Regions from separate parts of the Rattus norvegicus genome. Here regions 1, 2 and 4 are each linked to region 3. Evidence: chromatin contacts called from public Hi-C data. All regions are on one chromosome and are shown on one strand. Each heading gives the region's core, a stretch centred on a gene start, on an enhancer-like site or on the middle of the called end of the contact. The rest is flanking DNA. Distances are from core to core; before and after follow the strand shown.

The links. Hi-C and Micro-C count contacts between places; a contact is called where the count stands out from the background.
Region 1: a Hi-C map of the A7r5 cell line shows a contact between it and region 3, with 2.2 times the contacts expected there. The contact joins the enhancer-like site here to the promoter of Serbp1 in region 3. A contact is called at or near these places in 3 of 12 Hi-C or Micro-C datasets (the A7r5 cell line, Schwann cells and mammary epithelial cells).
Region 2: a Hi-C map of mammary epithelial cells shows a contact between it and region 3, with 1.9 times the contacts expected there. The contact joins the enhancer-like site here to the promoter of Serbp1 in region 3. A contact is called at or near these places in 2 of 12 Hi-C or Micro-C datasets (liver and mammary epithelial cells) and 1 of 1 datasets of contacts at active chromatin or transcription factors (oligodendrocytes).
Region 4: a Hi-C map of liver shows a contact between it and region 3, with 4 times the contacts expected there. The contact joins the promoter of Mad2l1 here to the promoter of Serbp1 in region 3. A contact is called at or near these places in 3 of 12 Hi-C or Micro-C datasets (Schwann cells, liver and mammary epithelial cells).

Annotation. Positions count from the first base shown.
Region 1 is chr4:97,415,219-97,420,093 of GRCr8, reverse strand. All of the region lies in intron 2 of Gng12 (G protein subunit gamma 12), which reads right to left. Among named protein-coding and RNA genes, the nearest start is that of Gng12, 52 kb to the right of the region's middle. Within about 2 kb of position 2,188, at least 4 of the 93 cell types and tissues checked have an H3K27ac peak or open chromatin away from gene starts, as enhancers often do. A contact at or near this core is called in the A7r5 cell line, where this site is marked.
Region 2 is chr4:97,354,820-97,359,544 of GRCr8, reverse strand. It overlaps a transcript of Gng12 not described here. Among named protein-coding and RNA genes, the nearest start is that of Gng12, 8.8 kb to the left of the region's middle. Within about 2 kb of position 3,339, at least 28 of the 93 cell types and tissues checked have an H3K27ac peak or open chromatin away from gene starts, as enhancers often do. A contact at or near this core is called in liver, where this site is marked.
Region 3 is chr4:97,728,924-97,734,007 of GRCr8, reverse strand. It overlaps Serbp1 (Serpine1 mRNA binding protein 1), which reads right to left and starts at 2,673. Exons shown (of 8, transcript NM_145086.1): 1 at 2,296-2,673. The coding sequence starts at 2,608.
Region 4 is chr4:97,233,260-97,237,798 of GRCr8, reverse strand. Mad2l1 (mitotic arrest deficient 2 like 1) reads right to left here and starts at 1,290. Exons shown (of 6, transcript NM_001106594.1): 1 at 1,104-1,290; 2 at 613-759. The coding sequence starts at 1,176.

The DNA.
Region 1 (4,875 bases), core at 939-3,438, 310 kb after region 3:
GACATCATCCACCCCTATGACCTTAGAAGGATCCCAGAGAGACAAAGGGAGCTGGAATCAGATGTCCATCACAGATTCCAGCAGCATTCCCTGAGAAGTGGGGGGTGGAGCCCAAAGCCTCTCTGCCCCTTGCAGTTTTAGCACTTGCTTCACTGACCTACAGAGCTCTGTCCCTGTGGCCTTCCTTCCCGGAAGGCAAGATCCACACCTTCTTCATTTGTCATCAGTAGGAAGCTCTTGTTGTTTAGTAGCTCTGATTCATGTCTACAGTGAGCAGATGATCTAGTGCCACCAGTTATTACATCAACAGTAGTAATGGCAGGCCAGCTAGATCAGAGGCCAGAGCCACAGCAGCCCTGGGGGTTTGTGTCTTCGTGCTCTGCAGCTGTATTTCTGCTTTTCCTTGTCTCTTGTACTAGACTGTACTTCAGGAAATGCTTGGTCAGCGATGAGTGAAGGCTCTCTGCAGATCTCTAGTAAACAAAGCACTGGCCTGAGACAAGGGACAAGGAGTGCCACATTTAGAAACGCCCCTACTCCCTTGAACTGTTCCTACCTGGGCTGTTGCAATGCTTGTTAGTGCGAGAATGCCTGCACTTATGGACAATTGGCCAGCACTAAGTGACAGTGTCTGTACGCACACTGCCAAGATGCAGGTCTGCTATGCTCAGGCCAAGTGCAATCACTTTGATGAGATTTCTTGTGCTCTATCTCCTCTGTGCAGCTTACTTTGCCATTGTACACACCTTGCTGTCCCTGCCTGGACCTGGAGAGGTATGATCTGCTTGCCTGCTCTCAGTATCTCCTCACTCCACCTCTCTTCACCATTGTCTCTGTTCACATTCTTAAGAGGATGGTGTGTGGCCGCTTAGCACAACCCCAGGGCCTTATGTGTCTGTCCCTGATTCCCTTGGTTCCTGACCACCCACTCAACAGTCTCCCACAGAGAGAGCACTGGCTGCACCTTTGTTCACCATTTTATCCCAACTGCAGAACTCAACCTATTGTTATGGTCTCCAGCTTAGGGAGTAGCACTGATGTGTGGGCAGATGCCTAGTCCTAGCCCACCCACGCCACTGCATCCCGCGGCTACCTCCAGGGTCTCCTCTCTATATCTTTCCTGCAGTCCTCTCTTGTTTATTTCTTGCCACTAGAGTGATCTTTCCGAAAGGAAAATGTTTCTCCCCACGTTTCCACAATTTAGAAATCACTTCCTCCAGAAGTCCTCACTGACCATTCCATCTGTACTTCCTGCAGAGAAACAGGCCACATGCTCCTTGGGGTTCTTTCCCAGGAACAAGGTCAATGGCCCACTTTTCCTCTGAGCCATGCATAGTGTCTACCGATTCTTTGGATGTTTATGGTGGTGTGACCTCGAGTAATCTTGATTGTGAGCTCCCTCCCCCATCCCCCATCTGCTACCCTTGTAAGTTTCCTCTTCATTTGGCTACGATAAGTCTAGATTGGGGTAGATCACGTAAGTGTCGGAGATAAGTATAGGAAAGTCATGTGTCCTGATTCTCTCCAGGGAAACACGAGGGGAAGTTGACTAGTGGGCTTCAAGAGGAAGCTTCATCTTAAAGGAGAGGTACATCAACAAGCAGTTCTTTATTCTATGTTGGCACTGGTCTGAGAGGTTGCAGCCTTCCTGTGAAGCAGAAGAAGAAATGTCTGGTGCTTCAAGGATAGAGTAACAGGAGAAAGTCTTGATTTTATCTTGTTCTGGTGTGTCAGTATACTAGAGCCCGAATAAACACACACACTTACTCTCTCTCTCTCTCTCCTGCTGGCCTGGGAGCCACTACACAGCTCAGTAGTTATTTTTCAAATCTTGTTTGTCTTGAGGTTTCTGAGTAAAAACCTTCCTGCTTCCTTTAGACTGTGGGCACACAAGGGCAGGTTTGCACTGGACATATTTTCATCCCTCCCAAGGCTGGTGTTCTATCTTACCCTGAATCTGAGTGAGGAGCTACCCACGTCGTTCGGCTTTATAGTAAATGTGACTTTACTCCGAAGATCAGCCTTTTCAGGCTGACTTTATTTGCTAATGTTCAATACAGGATGAAAATATAAAGGCCCCATGATCCATCCTAGGAGTAAAACCTGTCAGCCTACTCTGACATACTCCATCACACTGAGCACATTATTGTGCAGTGTGCACTCAGAATGTTTGCTAAATGAATAATCCAATTTGCCTCTGATGAGTCAAGAGCACTTAGGAATTTTATAATGTTCTAGGACTTTAACAATGAATAGCAGTCTTCAACTAACTGTGCTAAACATATCCTGGTCTTAGGCCTTTACTAGGAAAAAGTTTCTGTTTGTTTACAGGAGAGGCTCTATACTGCGATGATGCAGCTTTTAATAGAAACAAGAAGAGCTGGGTATCTACAATGAAGCAGAAATTGGATGTGTACTGCCTGCTCGTCTTGCTTGTGTCACGCTCTGGTACCGTGACCACTGACCAGACAAACGCACTGACCTCAATGGCCTTAAAAGGCTGAGGGCTGGGCTGGGGATTTAGCTCAGTGGTAGAGTGCTTACCTAGGAAGCGCAAGGCCCTGGGTTCGGTCCCCAGCTCCGAAAAAAAGAACCAAAAAAAAAAAAAAAAAAAAAAAAAGGCTGAGGGCTGAGGACAATGGGAAGCAACGTCAAAACAGTGTGGAGATAGGGCTGCAGGGATGGTTCAGAGATAAGACTGTTTGCTGCTCCTCTAGAAGACTGGAGGTCTGGTCCCAGTCTGTATCCATATCAGGTGGCTCGCAGCTGCCTGTCACTTCTGGCCCTTGTGGATACACACTCACTCACAATCTCACTCATTCATTCTCTCTCTCTCTCTCTCTCTCTCTCTCTCTCTCTCTCTCTCTCTCTCTCACGCATGCACGTTTTTAATACCCTAGTATGAAGTAGAAGCCTAATTATTCATCACATACTCTTTATATGTATTGTTTTATTAATAAAATATTGGCTTGTATTGCTTGAACTCTCTTTAGAAGAAAGGCTCAATTTCTATTCCTCCCTGTTCAAACATTCTTTCCCTAAACAATGCATAGCAAGAGTTTACAAAATTGTGAGGCAAAGTAAATTCGAGAAACCGAGTTTTCAAGTATTTTATAGTATTGCTTTTGATAAAAGGGGAGGGGGGTAATGTTAAACCAAGTGGCCAAAAGTTAATAAGTAAGAAATCGACCATCAAAGATTCCAGATTTTTTTATGTTACTGTGATAAATTAGATTAAGTCCAACCACATTTGGGAAGAAAGAGCTTGGTACCTCAGTTTTATCTATGCCACCATTTCATTCTTCCTCATATGTCACAATTTCTTTCTCTGATGTATCCCTTATACAACCTCCCTGGCATCTATTTAATTCAGGCTCTAAACTTCTTAAACCTGCACATTACAGTATTTCTAATAGTCAACTGGTTTCAAAATGCAGTCTGAGTACCAGCATTAGAAGCATTTAGGATACTTGGAAGATGTGCTATCTCCTGGACCCAATACACTGTACAATATAAAAACTGTCACATGAATCTCATGTATAATCTTATATGCTCAGGTATAGGCCTTAAATACTCAAAAAGAAACATATGACTAAAAGACTTAAAAGCAGGCTAATTGCAAAGAAAGGAAATCAAGACGCCCTATCATTTAAATCTGATGTGAACTTATAAAATGTATGTAGTAATAGAAAACTAAAGACATTTCTAAATGATTATTACAGTGTGTCTGTGTGTTTGTGTATGTGCATGCGTGCCTGTGTGCGTGCCTGTGTGTGTGTGTGTGTGTGTGTGTGTGTGTGTGTGTGTGCATGTGCCTCGCCTCTCTCCTCCAGACATGTTGGAGACTTGGTGACAAGCATCTTTACTCACTAAGCTTCTGTTCGACCTAGTTCCCCTCATCTTATTTCTCCAGAAAAGTTGCATTTACATACACCCCCCCCCACACACACCAGTGTGACAAATGCTTTTTAAGAAGACAGAGGACATAGTATGGGTCATAGGTTAGAAATGTACAGAGGAAACTTCCCAGAGGATGATCTGTATTGCACAAGAACATAAAAGGACAGTTCTTCCAAAGAGGGCAAACAAATACTAAAGAGTCTGTACTTGACAAGAAGCCCATCATGGCTGCATGAGGAATGTAAGTGACAAGCCTGAACTGTGGAGAGATGCAAATCTGTTGTGGGGCAGATAGGAGTTGCCACAGTCATTCACAATAGAGGAACAGGGGCTTTTTAAGCTGAGACAGGTTGACAACAAAAGATGGAAGGCCTCAATGCCTGGCTGTTGCATAAAGGTGATGGCTTTGGATAGTTCCGGTTTTCTGGTGGAAAACAAGGGCAAGTGAGTTAGGGGCAACATGGTAGAATGTAGTAATTTAAAATTTTCTTTTTTTGTCTGAAAAACGCCTGTTGGAATGAAGGAAGGCTGATACTTTTAAAGGGGCAAGGTGTGGCTCCTGCTATACCTTGTGTATATACATGTGTGACTTGAGGCCTTCCTTCCTCTTTAGCCAGCCTTTCCCATAGCTCTGTGAGCATGGGGATGGATCTGCTCCCAGCACAGCCACAGACTCCTGTATGACGCCGCTCAAATGGCCATGCCTCTTTTGCTCTGTTCCCAGGCCTCATCAAGTGGCCAGACCTTGTAGTCTCTGAAACCAAACAGACTGTAGGAGTAGTCTGTACTTCTTAACAATTCTCTGGACCAGAGGTTTTCAGGGGGTATAAAAACCTCAGACAGGTTTTGACCTGCCTCAGCTACCTCAGATAGCCAGACAGGGCCTGGGCAGTACAGTTCAGGAAGGACATAGCTCTTTCTTCCATAAAAACTTGGCTTTTCTAAGTGTGTCATTTTGAGAGAACAGGCAATCTT
Region 2 (4,725 bases), core at 2,090-4,589, 380 kb after region 3:
AGACATACATGGTATGCACTCATTGATAAGTGGCTATTAGCCCAAATGCTTGAATTACCCTAGATCTCTAGAACAAACGAAACTCAAGACGGATGATCAAAATGTGAATGCTTCACTCCTTCTTTAAATGAGGAAAAAGAATACCCTTGGCAGGGAAGGGAGAGGCAAAGATTAAAACAGAGACTGAAGGAACACCCATTCAGAGCCTGCCCCACATGTGGCCCATACATATACAGCCACCCAATTAGACAAGATGGATGAAGCAAAGAAGTGCAGACCGACAGGAGCCGGATGTAGATCGCTCCTGAGAGACACAGCCAGAATACAGCAAATACAGAGGCGAATGCCAGCAGCAAACCACTGAACTGAGAATAGGTCCCCTATTGAAGGAATCAGAGAAAGAACTGGAAGAGCTTGAAGGGGCTCGAGACCCCAAAAGTACAACAATGCCAAGCAACCAGAGCTTCCAGGGACTAAGCCACTACCTAAAGACTATACATGGACTGACCCTGGACTCTGACCCCATAGGTAGCAATGAATATCCTAGTAAGAGCACCAATGGAAGGGGAAGCCCTGGGTTCTGCTAAGACTGAACCCCCAGTGAACTAATCTATGGGGGGAGGGCGGCAATGGGGGGAGGGTTGGGAGGGAGACACCCATAAGGAAGGGGAGGGGGGAGGGGGATGTTTGCCCGGAAACCGGGAAAGGGAATAACACTCGAAATGTATATAAGAAATACTCAAGTTAATAAAAAAAAAAAAAAAAAAAAAAAAAAAAAGAGGTAAAGAGTGGCTTATACCACTGATCCCAAGACTTGGGAAGCTGACTTGGGAGGACTGCCATGATTTTGAGGTTAGCTGGCCAACACAGTGAGTTCTAAGCCAGCATGGGTTAAAGTGGTTTGGCGATCTCACTATACTCTACTGGGGAAATTCAAAAGCAATGTTCCATGCCAGTGAAAACAAAAACCTCAAATCACTGCGCTAAAGGGAATTGTTTATCCTGGGAGAATTCACAGAAGGCTGGACTGGCAATTTTAGCATCACCCCTCACCCTCCCACCCCGTTATTCTCTCCTGGCTCCAGCAATTATATTAATTAGGCTTTAGTTAATTAAAATGGCAATAGGAAGTGCCAAATGCAGTCATAAACATGTTGGTAATTACCTCACACCTCACAGTAAGTCATTTCTGTTTTGCAGCAGAGGACACTTAGACATGGACAGGTTGAGTAACTTCTTCAAGGTCACACAAGCGGAAAGTGGCAGGGATGAGGTTTATATCCTATGTATCAGGATTCTGCAGTGCCAAACTGCGAAGCCCTTTTTCACAGTGATTATAGATATTTTAAAAATCATTACAGAACATTTCAGGGACATGAAACAAAGAGAAAAAAAAAAAAAGAATTGTGCTTGCTTTGCAAACAGCTTCCAGGCTTGTCCCAACACCCTTCCAGACTGCCATCTTTGAATCTTTCCTGCTGAGTTCTAGAGAACACCAATCTTTTAATTTCTACCACTTTCCTAACATTTACTCTTAAATCCCCTTGGCATTATTGTCAGGTAAAATAACAACAACAATAACAACAAAGAAAAAACCCAAAACAAACAAAATCCAAAACAGAACAAACCTTTGACTTCACTGTAGCAATCAACTAAGGACACACTAACCTCAACAAAACTTCAACCACAGCTGGATTCTTAGCAAGGATCCCTTACAGGGAACAGAGACTGAGTGGGTCCTGGCAACTCCAGTCCATGAAGTTGTTTCTGCCGGGCTGCTAGGCTCTCAGGACGCTCGACCTGCCATCTCTTTCCCTGGACTTTACATTGTAGACGCTGAGTCTGCTGAGCCTCAGGCTTTAGAATGCTTAAAATACTTTTGTGTCTTATCAACTTCTGAGGACAATCTTGTGATAAGTAGAAGACAGAGTCTTTCAACGGTACAAAAAAAGAAAAGCAACCAACAATCACCATCAACAATAACAAACACCATCACAGAAAGCCCGAGCTAGGCTGCTGGCCATGAACTGAGTGTGTATCCTCGGACAAGCCAGGGCTGTAGTTTTCTCTTTGTAACGTTATTTACACTTTCTTCAGAAGGTTGCAATACCTGGTCAAGTGTAGGCACATGGATGGGTATAGGGTCTCATTCTTAGAATCCTTGGATTGGAAAGGCCAAGTCAAGAAAATCAAGAGTTTAATACCAGCCTGGACTACAAAATCGGTTAGTTCCAGGCTAGCCTGGGCTACAGAGACAGAGTCGCCAAAACCAAAACAAAACAACAACAACAAAACAAAACAACCCCCCCAAACCTCCCAAAGCAAAAACAAAGGAATAAAAACAAAGAAGGAAGAGAGGGAGATTGGGAGGACAGATAAAATAAATAACACAGCTTCTAATAATGAAACGTCATAAAAATTTGAAAAACAAGTTGTATCCTTGAGATTTCATTTTTAATATTTAACAGGTTTGTGAGCATAAATTTCTTAAGGGATACCTATTTTCAGGTTCTTTTGGAACATTCTTGCTCTCCAGAGAGAGATAGAAACACATATGGATCAGAAATTCAAGACAAGCAAACCATTGTTTCAAAAAAAGAAAGAAAGAGGAAGAAAGAAAGAGAGAAAGAAAGAAAGAAAGAAAAAAGAAAAAAGAAATAAAGAAGAAAGAGAAAAGAAACGAAACCTGTTTGGCCTTGAGCCTAGAATTGCAGATTTCATGTGAACTTGAAAAGGCCACATGCCTTTCCTAAAAAATCACAGATAAATTAAATATGCTGGACATGAAATTCATGTTAAGTATGAAAACAATTTCTCATAAAAACTGGAGGTCCACATGGCCTTCAAAGAACAATTTGCGCCTAGGCTCCATGTTATAGCAAGGTGGTCCAGAGTTAATCCTCAATGTCCCAGAATCTTAATACCCTGTCTTCTCTGGAAAAACACTTCCCGACATGCCTCACAGCCTCAGTGGATGGCACTCTGAACCTGTGGGCCTCACTTGTGCAGAACTGTGGTATGTATTACTGTGTGGAAAAGGGAACAGAGACAGTGTTCCTCTGAGGGCATTCTGTTTTGTTTTTATACGACAGGATGCAATAACAATTTAAATGTGGAAGCTTCTGGTTTGACCCTGTCCCCTTTAATGGGTGGATTACACAAGGCCAACAAATTTCAAGGAAGGGGTTTGCACGGATCTGAGCTCAAAGGCTTCTCTTAGACCTCATGTGTAGATGAGAAAACCAAATGGAATTCCTGACTCTTGAGCAGTCGGGGACTGATTCTGCCCTGTCATAGACTCCATCTGGCTACCCTACAAGGTTCTTACACTGAACCTTGCTTGAGCTCCACAGGGGCACTGCCTTTGGAACACACCCAGAAGGGCTGACTCCACAGGTCTGGGTGTGGTTGGGTGTCCTGATTTTTCAGTCACTCCCAGTTGATGCCGCCACACTGACAAGCGTGTGGCCCACACCCTGGGAACTTCTGCTTCAGGAAAGCTGTTGGATCCTACTCCCTCTGAGCACTGTTTCCCCTCTAACAAAACAGCATACTTCAAGGAACAAAATGTCAAAAACTCTTCAACTTTTTCGAGTGAGGAGGGTTAAGGTCAGAGCCTTCCTGTGTGTTCAGCGCTCCCCTCCGCCTGCCTACACAATAAAGATTACAACACAGCCGAGTGAGTAAGAACAGCACACGCTTCCCAGCAGAAGGGAAAAGGGAATGCTCCGAGGGTAGAAGGCTTGTGTACCAAGGAGCAGTCTGCGGCAGACTCCACTGCCCTTTGGACTTCTCGACAAGGCTTGCCACCCCCTGAGCACCACCTAGCTCCTCCTCCTTGACCCTAGTTAGTTACAATTAATTTACTCTCAGGGACCTGCCTCTTCCCTCTTCCCCCACTCTTCTTAGGCAGCTATAGCTGGTTCTCCTCCCAGCCTCTCTCTCCCTCAGTTTCCAGGTGGACCTCCACACTCATAAACACCTTCAGGGCAGTGGGAGGGAGCTGGTAGGGAGGCTGTTCTCCAAGGCTCTCCCTTAGCCCAGGCTCTTGCTCACTCAACCATCCCAGGCCCAGTAAAGCCAGGTGACAGAGGGGCTGAGCATGAGGCCAGCACCTGCAAAGCTCCCAGTTCTTGGGGTTGAGTTTGAAAGAAAAGGAAAACAAGGGGCACGGGGTTCTAATCCTATCTTTGCCATTTCTCTTGCCAGCTTATATGACTCTGGGCAAATATCAAAAGCTATCTAGAAGTGCCTCAGCTTCCCTGTTTGTAAGGTAGAAATTAATGTTTTGACCTGATTCTTCCTGAAGTTTCTGAAAACTATCAAAATATCAGTTATTTAATTCAATACATCTCAGACACAGACTTGTATATACTAACATGTCTATCACTATGAATGAAAAAATGTCACTGATTAAAGAGACACAACATATCCAGAAGACAAAACATACAGGCAAAACTACCCAGTCCAACATAATCATTAGTATAATGGTTGGCTAGCTTGTCACAGTAAACAGACAAGAAAAAATATTAATGTGCCCAGATTAAAGACAGTATAGTCACAATGAATCATTTATTAACTCTGAAGTCAGGAACTTTTCTTCTCTCTCTCTCTCATGCATGCATACACACACACACACACACACACACACACACACACACACACACACTCACACACATGCCTCAGGACAATCTTGAGAGAGGCAGATGCTACTAGCCTTGGGTC
Region 3 (5,084 bases), core at 1,424-3,923:
AACATTTAAAATTCAGCCTCTGTAAATTCTCAAGGCAAGCCTTAAATGTAGCCCTTACACCAAAACATTTACATAAATGTCATCAGACGTATAGTATATTGGGGTGGAGCTATAGAACCAGCTCAATCCTTGTAATGATAACCAAGCTAAACACACCCAAGGAACAATGGCTTGCTTTGCCACCCAATACTCACTATGAGGCCTACACAATCAGAAAAACTTAGTAAACTAATCAAGGGGTTGGGAGTGTATGTAGCTCAGTGAGAGCTGCTTTCGCTTAGTTTGCAAAACGCTGGGTTCTGCCACTATCAACACAAAATATAAATTCATTTACTGAAAAATACTTTTAAAAAAGCAAGCAAGTTCCTTTTATTGTACTTACCAGATACTTGAGTTCTTAACTGCACTAATATCCAGTTGTTTGTTATTTTGCTAAACCCAAAAACCTGATCTACACTTAATGACATTTTGCCAATTCTCAAGTTCTTCAAATAGACAAAGCTTCAAAACTTATGTAAGAAAAACATTACATTTCAGCATTGTTGTGAGACACAGAACCCACAAGTTAACAATTGTTTCCATTCTTAGAGGTAGGCACTTTGTTTACAAGCCTACGAACCACCACCCAATACATAGCACTGACTGGCATTTTTATTCGAAATTCCCCCTTATGTATATATGACCTTGTTTGTTTAAAAGCAACTCTGGTTTAAGAGTGATCTAAGGGTTTGGGATGTGGAATGCAAAATTTTCCCCAGCACAGACAAGGTTCAATTCCCAATACAAGTCACCGAAGACTAAGAAAAAAATATTGACTACAAATGTGAAAAAGTCTTCTCAAGAAGTAAGTGACAAACATAATCCTGACTATAAATAAAAATGCCCTACATTGATGACTTATAATGCTAGTTTACAGACAAGATCATAAATTGGCTTCGTGGTGAAAATTGAATTTAAAATCACATTTCATGCTTTGAACATTTTTAATGAGTTCATATACCTTAAGTGTTTTATTTACTCAACTTATTCTTGTACTTTCGTGAATTACAGTCATCAAGGAAGTAAATTTTAGCAGTTTAAAATACACCAACCAGTGTCCCTAACACAGGAATTAAATCTTATTCAACTACGTAATGTAGTTTAATGAGCTTAATCGGCTCAGTACTTCTGCCCAAGTGATCTATGCTTCCAAATCTATTACTAACAGAAGAATTCTTCCCTTTTATAAATCTACTAGGTACTGGACGTTTTACTTTAAGCCTTTACTAAAAGACACCACCACCCACAAAAAACCTAAAAGCTAACCCAAGCTAATGAGAAACAATTCCTTTCATGAGCACGTGGCAGTAAGAGGCACTTAAACATAATAGCAGTTTTAAAGATTCACAGGTTATTCTATGCCTACTCGCTATTGATATTCCACTTTCTTAGCCCCCAACTGCTTTGCCTTTTCACCCACAATAAGCCAGTAGTGGAGAAGAATGATAAAATCAAAACCATGAAACTTCTAGTGCCCTGGAAGAGCCAATGAAGACCCGACCACGCTTTACGCACGTGCGGAGGTAAAGCTGCAGACTGAGCTTTGCTGCCGGGACGTGACAGGCTGGGCACTCATTTCGCCCACGAGGCCAAGAGCAGGCAAAGCCCTATGACCTAGGGGCTCCAGGGATTTTGAAGAAGGGATGGAGACATGAGATGGGTTCTGCTAATGACCAGTCTTTATTCAGAACTCCCTCTAAAAGGACTGCGGCCAAATTCTCCTCTCCAACACTTTAATTCACTCCCGTAAGTTATACTAAGTACTAGCACAGGAGCGCAAGGGCACAACAGACCGCACACGTGGGACACAAACAGCAACTCCTTCCACTCTTAACAGTGTCCCAAACACAGACGCAGCCCAAGTGGAAACTCCGCTCCCAGGCCTTCCCTTGAGGGTCCGCGCCATTGTGGGACAAGATGGCAGGGCAGGAGCCCACAGTAGGCAGCGGCAGCCAGGAGCACGCCGGGCAGGAAGCAGTGCCCGCGCAGCTCCCGGGCGCGTTGAGCCAGGAGGCGAGCGCCCGGCAGGAATCGGCGGGAACGCCCGGGCCGCCCTCCCAGAGCACGCTCAGTCAGCCCGAGGCGGGAAGGCTCCCGCCGAGCCTGCGAGCAGCGTGGACTGCAGACCAGCCACGCTCTCCGGACCGTGAGGGGCTCCGAGGGCTTCGCGGCTCCACCAGCTGCACGAGGAAGCAGCGGCGCACGCCCCCGTCCTGCCCGCCAGCCCGGGTTCCCCACCGCCTCGCCCGGCTTTACCTTCTTTCTTAAGCGCCACCGGCGGCTGCGTCTCCTCCTTTTTGTCAGCCACGCCGACGCTGGGGGGCAGCGGGTTCTTGCGGTCTTTCTGGGACTCTTTCCGCAACTGTTTGCCTGCCGCGTTGGAGTTGGTCTGGGCCGCGGCCTGAGCCGCGCTCTTGGCCCCGGGGCCCCCAACGCCGCCCCCGCCGGCTTCTTTTTTCTTGTTCTCTGCTGCCTTCAGTACCTCGAAAGGGTCCGATTCGTCGTCAAATAGCTGGTCGAATCGGTTGGTGACCACGCAGCCGAAGCCTTCCTGTAGGTGCCCAGGCATGATGGTGGCTCGGCGGCGCGTTCCTCCACGGATTGCAGCGGACCGCGCCGAGCCAAAAGCGCCTGCTTCAGCTCTTCCCACAAGATGGCCGGGCCGAGAGAGGGGGGCCGCCTTCTCTTCCGGCGCCAGGCACACATCCGGGAGCGGCCTACGCCGCACAGCACCATGGGGCGTGTAGGCCACAGCCGACTATCCTGAGGTGTCTGCCTACTCCTGAACCACAACTCCCAGCGTGCACCGCGCAACAACTCTTCGCGCGCGCCTGAGAGGCGGGATCTCAGGGAAAGAGTGCAGCGTGCTCGCTGAAGGTGGGGAAGCGAGTACGGGGCGGAGTTCTGCCACCTGCTCTTGTCACCCTTAAACTCTCGGTCTTTAGGTGCTTCTGAAAACAGGAAAACGTGAAGGCGTCTTCTGCTCACGAAAGTGTTCTCTGTCTTTGGTTTCACTCACTCCGTCTCTGGCCGAGGACTTTCTCCACCTTTCTGGGAGGGTCAAGGTGACTCCCAGACCTAGTAACTGGAGCCTCAAAAACTTCCGGGGGGAGGGGGGTGCCACACTAGCCTTGGGTAGGTTGCGACCGCACAACTGCACATCCCTGGCTATTGGGTTTCTAGAGCTGTCTTCCACCCTTCGTAACGAATCACGGCAATTCGATTTAATGTGGAACAGAACTCCCAGGGTTGCTCTCACGGATCATGAATCTGCGTGGCAGAACGAATCCAAAAGAGGAGTTGAACTATCTGGGTTACGCGCCTTTTCCGGTCATTGCGACCATGCTTTAAGAGCTGTTAAGTCCTGACTGGACGCTCAGCACGTCTCTAAAACAGTGTTTGGAAACGCTTTCTAGAATCAACGCGATTAATTGATCCGTCGGTATCTGGTCAGCCAAAGCTGAAGGGGCTGCGGTGTTAGCAAAATGTGCTCCAGAGCCGGAGGTGATGGCGCATGCCTTTAATCCGAGCACTTAGGAGGCAAAGGCAAGCGAATCTGAGTTCAAGGCTAACCAGGTCTACAGAACAAGTCCCAGGACAGCAAGGATTACGTGAGAAAAAAATCCTGTCTCGAGCCCCACAAATGTCGAGAGGAAATGTTTTATAGTACATTGAATATTATGTGAAGGGAGGAAACTTAGTAATGACATGCTAATACCGTCGTTAGTTGGGAACCTTAAATCCCATTAAGGCAATCCAGTGCCAATACACACTATAGTTTTCAATCTTTTCCATCGACACAGGATGTAATGGAAAACATATCTCAGGTAGAAGGTGCTAGGAATATTTCATTCTCAGTCATTTTAGATAAATAACTACCCCCTTTTCACAGTGATGAAACCATGTCAGAACTGGTAAGACTTAACCAAGTCACACTTAAACATTAAGTGTTAGTGGCAATCTTCTAGCTGCATTATGAGACTGTTGACATCAATTCTGTAAGCCAATCTCTGTCCTGATAGAAGTTAAGACAAGTGCTGAAATTCCAATAACTAACCAGGTTTAAACAACATGGTTGAAGATAATAATTTCTGAGCAGATTTAAGTTAATGCCTTGAGGAAACAAGAATATTACACGCATCAGCAGCATGCCTCTTGCTTTTCTTATGTTCTACTCCTTAACGTCAAAATCGCTTATTTCTGCATTGCTTCATTTCCCCCACATCCACACTCTTTCACTCCCACAGCCTGTGTCTCTTACCCAACGACCAACCAGCAGCTCTTAGCCATACCCTTTCTACCTTTTAAAAATAGCTCAAGAACAATGTATAAGATCATATTTTAACAAACCCATTCTCTTCACCAAGTAGAGTAACTACCTTTTTTTTTACCATTGCCACAATAATAATGTTAAGAGCTACAACAATATTTTTACTATATGCATAATGCATTTTACATATGAACTCACAATTTTCACTGGCTCTGTGACTAAGTATTAGTCTCATTTTAAGATGAAGAAACTGACAACTGGGATGTCTCTCAGTGGTAAGAGCTTAGCACATATGAGGTAAGTTGTTCAGTCCCCAGAGGAAGGGTGGAGGGGGAGAAAAGTGAAGAAAATGGAGAACAATGAGGTAAAGTTACTCTCCCACACCTCAGTATAGGAGATGGAGAGGGCCTCTGCTAATCATTTTTTTATTGCCAGATCATTAATTTCCTCAAACAGATTTTCACATGTACCAAGCATTGTTTGTCCTAAGAAAATAGATTATACAAAGAATTGGCTACCTAGATATGTATAAGACTAACATACTTTTTTCAGAAATTTACCTGTTGTGTAAATGTTAGGAATAAACATTTGAGAGAACAGTGAGCATTTTTAAAAAACTTAAAAATCTAGATTTTGGTTAATGCAAAAAAAGTATAAAGCCCATTTTAAAAAAAAAAACATTTATTTATAATGTATACATCATACAGCTTTCTGCCTGCATGTATGCACCTGCAGGGCAGAAGAGGGCACCAGACCTGATTATAGATGGTTGTGA
Region 4 (4,539 bases), core at 41-2,540, 490 kb after region 3:
GCCTTTTAGTCCCAGAACTCGGAGGGGGTAGACCCAGGCTGATCTTTCTGAGTTCAATCTGGTCTACATCGCAAGTTCAAGGACAGCCAGAGCTATAGAGACCTATCTCAAAAGCAAAACAAAACAAAACGGCCTTAAAGAGAGTTGTTAAGTTAACCATGTTCAGGTGGTCACCAAAAGGCCATTTTAATGCTGAAGTTAACAAAAAGGCAACAAATACTATAATGAAAACAATTAAAACAAACCAACCACCCATACACATAAAACTCAAAGGGGAAAAAAGGGTAGTTGCAATGCTTTTAGAATTGGTATTTTGTAAGATTACATTGGGAGATACAGAGCAAAACACAGAAAGATGAGATCATTTTAATTGGGTAAAATTTCCAATTTGTTGCACCTGGTTAACCTATAAAACCCATTTCTAAAGCAGCTTTTCTAAGATGCCTAACATCAAGACATTCAGCCTACTTAAAAAACAGAAGAGGTGGAAATTCCCTCCATCACTTGCTTTCTCCCAATTCAGAATCACATTTGAGAAGGCCTGTTGCTTTAAGCTACTTGGGACACTTACAAATGCAAACTTGTAAGGTGTAAAACTCAAAACGTGATTACCTTTTAGCTGCTCTACCACATTATTGAGATACTTTATGAGCTCGGGGTCAGTAGTTACAAGCAAGGTGAGTCCATATTTCTGCACTCGAGTAAAGGTTTCCGACGGATAAATGCCACGCTGATACAAAATGCTGTTGATGCCAAATGCTGAAAGCGAAAGAAATAAAGCCATAAACATGTATTAACGTTTTAAACTCTTCCAGAAATCAGAGTAGGGACAAAACAACACGGAAAACCTTTAACCCAGCAATGTCGAATTTCACCGGGTCGCTAAATGTAAACACAGAGTATGTGGTTCAGATGTCAACGCAGACCACCAGCTTTCAAAGAGCGAGTGAGATGATGCCCCAGGCCAGCCCCGTTTCATTCCAGGAGGCACAGGCCTGCGTTCCCCGCCCCCGGGAGGATCCGGTGGTTCCGCTCTAGCACACGTCCTAAGGCCCGGCCCAGGCAGCTTATCTTTGGCTGCAGGGTCCGCGCTCAGCACTCACAAAAAAACTCGGCGACGATTTCTGCGCTCCCACGCAGGGTGATGCCTTGGTCCCGGGCGAGCTGCTGTGCCATCACTAGATCGAACGGAGAACACTGTCAACCCCTCCGTAGATGGCGCCCTAATGGCTCCTCTAGCTATTCCCCGCCACCCGGTTCAAAAGTAACTACGAATCCCGCCGGTCGCTCTGTGCGCAGGCGCAACGAGCCTTAAACCCCACCTACGTCGCCAGTTTCCGGCCCCAACCCTGTCTTTTAACTCGGAATCCCTTCCTGAGCCCGCCTCATGCTTCCGGTTTTTTCTAAGCCCCTCCCACATTAGGGAACCGGGTCTCTTTTCAACATTTCGCTCCATAACGCTACTTCCGCCGTAAGCCCAGTTGCACCGCAGATGAGCTGACCCTAAGTCCCGCCCAAAGCGACTTGTATCCGGCCCTGGCTCCACCCTCTCTGGCAGACCGAATGCGCAGGCGTAGAGTGGTTCGGGCGTATGGTTCCAGTTCCTGGTACCCAGGAGGGTCCTTAGTGGGCGGGACCTCTGATAAGGTGGCCTAGAAGAGGATCTGAGATGGTAGTGGGGTTACCTACCTGCCACACCCGTGGTCTGAGCATCCCTGAAGCACAGGCTCAGCTTTGAGCATAGTTTCAAGTCTGGGAGAGCCTAATTTTTTTTTTTGTTTGTTTTGTGTGTGTGTGTGTGTGTGTGTGTGTGTGTGTGTGTGTGTGTGTGTGTAAATGCAACTTTTCTGGAGAAATAAGATGAGGGGAACTAGGTCGAACAGAAGCTTAGTGAGTAAAGATGCTTGTCACCAAGTCTGCAACATGTCTGGAGGAGAGAGGCAAGGCACATGCACACACACACACACACACACACACACGCGCGCGCGCGCGCGCGCGCGCGCGCATGCACATACACAAACACACAGACACACACTGTAATAATCATTTAGAAATGTCTTTAGTTTTCTATTACTACATACATTTTATAAGTTCACATCAGATTTAAATGATAGGGCTTCTTGATTTCCTTTCTTTGCAATTAGCCTGCTTTTAAGTCTTTTAGTCATATGTTTCTTTTTGAGTATTTAAGGCCTATACCTGAGCATATAAGATTATACATGAGATTCATGTGACAGTTTTTATATTGTACAGTGTATTGGGTCCAGGAGATAGCACATCTTCCAAGTATCCTAAATGCTTCTAATGCTGGTACTCAGACTGCATTTTGAAACCAGTTGACTATTAGAAATACTGTAATGTGCAGGTTTAAGAAGTTTAGAGCCTGAATTAAATAGATGCCAGGGAGGTTGTATAAGGGATACATCAGAGAAAGAAATTGTGACATACGAGGAAGAATGAAATGGTGGCATAGATAAAACTGAGGTACCAAGCTCTTTCTTCCCAAGTGTGTTTGGACTTAATCTAATTTATCACAGTAACATAAAAAAATCTGGAATCTTCGATGGTCTTACCTATTAACTTTTGGCCACTTGGTTTAACATTACCTCCCTCCCCTTTTATCAAAAGCAATACTATAAAATACTTGAAAACTCAGTTTCTCGAATTTACTTTGCCTCACAATTTTGTAAACTCTTGCTATGCATTGTTTAGGGAAAGAATGTTTGAACAGGGAAGAATAGAAATTGAGCCTTTTTTCTAAAGAGAGTTCAAGCAATACAAGCCAATATTTTATTAATAAAACAATAAATATAAAGAGTATGTGATGAATAATTAGGCTTCTATTTCATACTAGGGTATTAAAAACAAGTGTTTTTCCCCCTAAGTCTAGAAGTACAGAAAGTTTGAGGCTGAAGACTCAATCAAACAATATTATAATAGGTCTAGAGTGCTTACAGAGTCAGTTCAAGATCCAGTTTCTAGTTAGTGGCAGATTTATCAGAGAACTTAGACTGCCTAGCTTAGTCTCCTTTTATAGCACATTTATTTGAAAAAAATGCCAGTGAGCTTTCTTATTGTTGTGGTTATTTTTGAGAAAAAATTTGCTTGATTTGGGCTAAGAGCACTTACTTATTAACTAATAGTGCACATAACTTGTCAAAAAATTTCAGTAATAAGCCATAAAGAATTTTGTGTAGGTAATACAAGTAATTCAAGTTACCAGAAGAGGGCAGTGTTTAACCATACAATAAAACCTTTGAAAAACAATGCAAATGAAGGCTTCAGGGCCACCTAGCGTCAAGGAAAAAGACTAAGTTAATAGTTCTCTAGGCATTTGTGTGTGGGCAGTGAACCCCAGAATGAAATACTGAATCATAATATACCGCGGAATTTACATTCTCTTTAGTATTTAATGTATGTGCATCACACATATTAGAAATATATGTAAATGAGGTTCTTGAAACTAAGCTGTTTATTTAAACTCTCAGAGAACTGGAGATAATGTATCATATTTTTGTGCAATTTTCATCTGCCAATTTTTTTAAAGTAGTTTTTTATAGAAAATACTAGGGATCTTATTATATGGATTTGAAGTATATTTTTTAAATTAATTCTTTTTTGTCACAAACCTTTGTGTTACTTGGTTTCTTTTTTGTATTGTTCTTAAAGTAGGCTTTTATGTATCCCATGCTGGCCCCAAGTTTTTTATGTAGCCAAAGATGGCCAGTATTTCTTATCTTCTTGCTGCACCAGTGGAATGCTAGAATCACAGGTGTTTATCACCCTGCCAAATTTATTCAGTGCTGGGAATTGCAACCAGGACTTTTTTTTTTTTTAAAAAAGATTTATTTATTATATGTAAGTACACTGTCTCTGTCTTCAGACACACCAAAAGAGGGCACCAGATTTCATTACAGATGGTTGTGAGCCCCCATGTGGTTGCTGGGATTTGAACTCAGGACCTCTGGAAGAACAGTCAGGGCTCTTAACCACTGAGCCATCTCCCCAGCCCGCAGCCAGGACTTCTTACAAGCACTCTACCAACTGAGCTACCTTCTAACACCAGAGTTTCATTTTACATAGCGTACTTCTCATTTCGTGTGAAGAACAAGAATTAAATCAGTCGTTTTCTGTTCTGATTACTTTGGGCTCCCTCACTATGTGTAATGGATACACATATATTACATCTTTTTAATGATTAAATTGTAGAGTGTAAATCTCTTAAAGTCCTATTCTCCTTCCTAAGAATTCCTTGATGTTGGGCTCATGGCTTCAACAAGAAAACATATGTTTTAATGATGACATTTAATTAATTTGTAGTGGCTTTAAAGATTTTATTTTATTATTATTTATGTGTGTTTGTGGGTTTATGCATGTGAGTGAAGTGTCTGTGTAGGCCAGAAGACAGTGTCATATTCTTTGGAACTGGAGTTACAGGCTATGGTGAGCCACAGGCCTTGGGTGCTGGGAACCAGACTCAGGCTTTCTGCAAGAGCAGCTAGCACTGGTCACTGCCAAGCCATCCCTCCAGACTAGCAA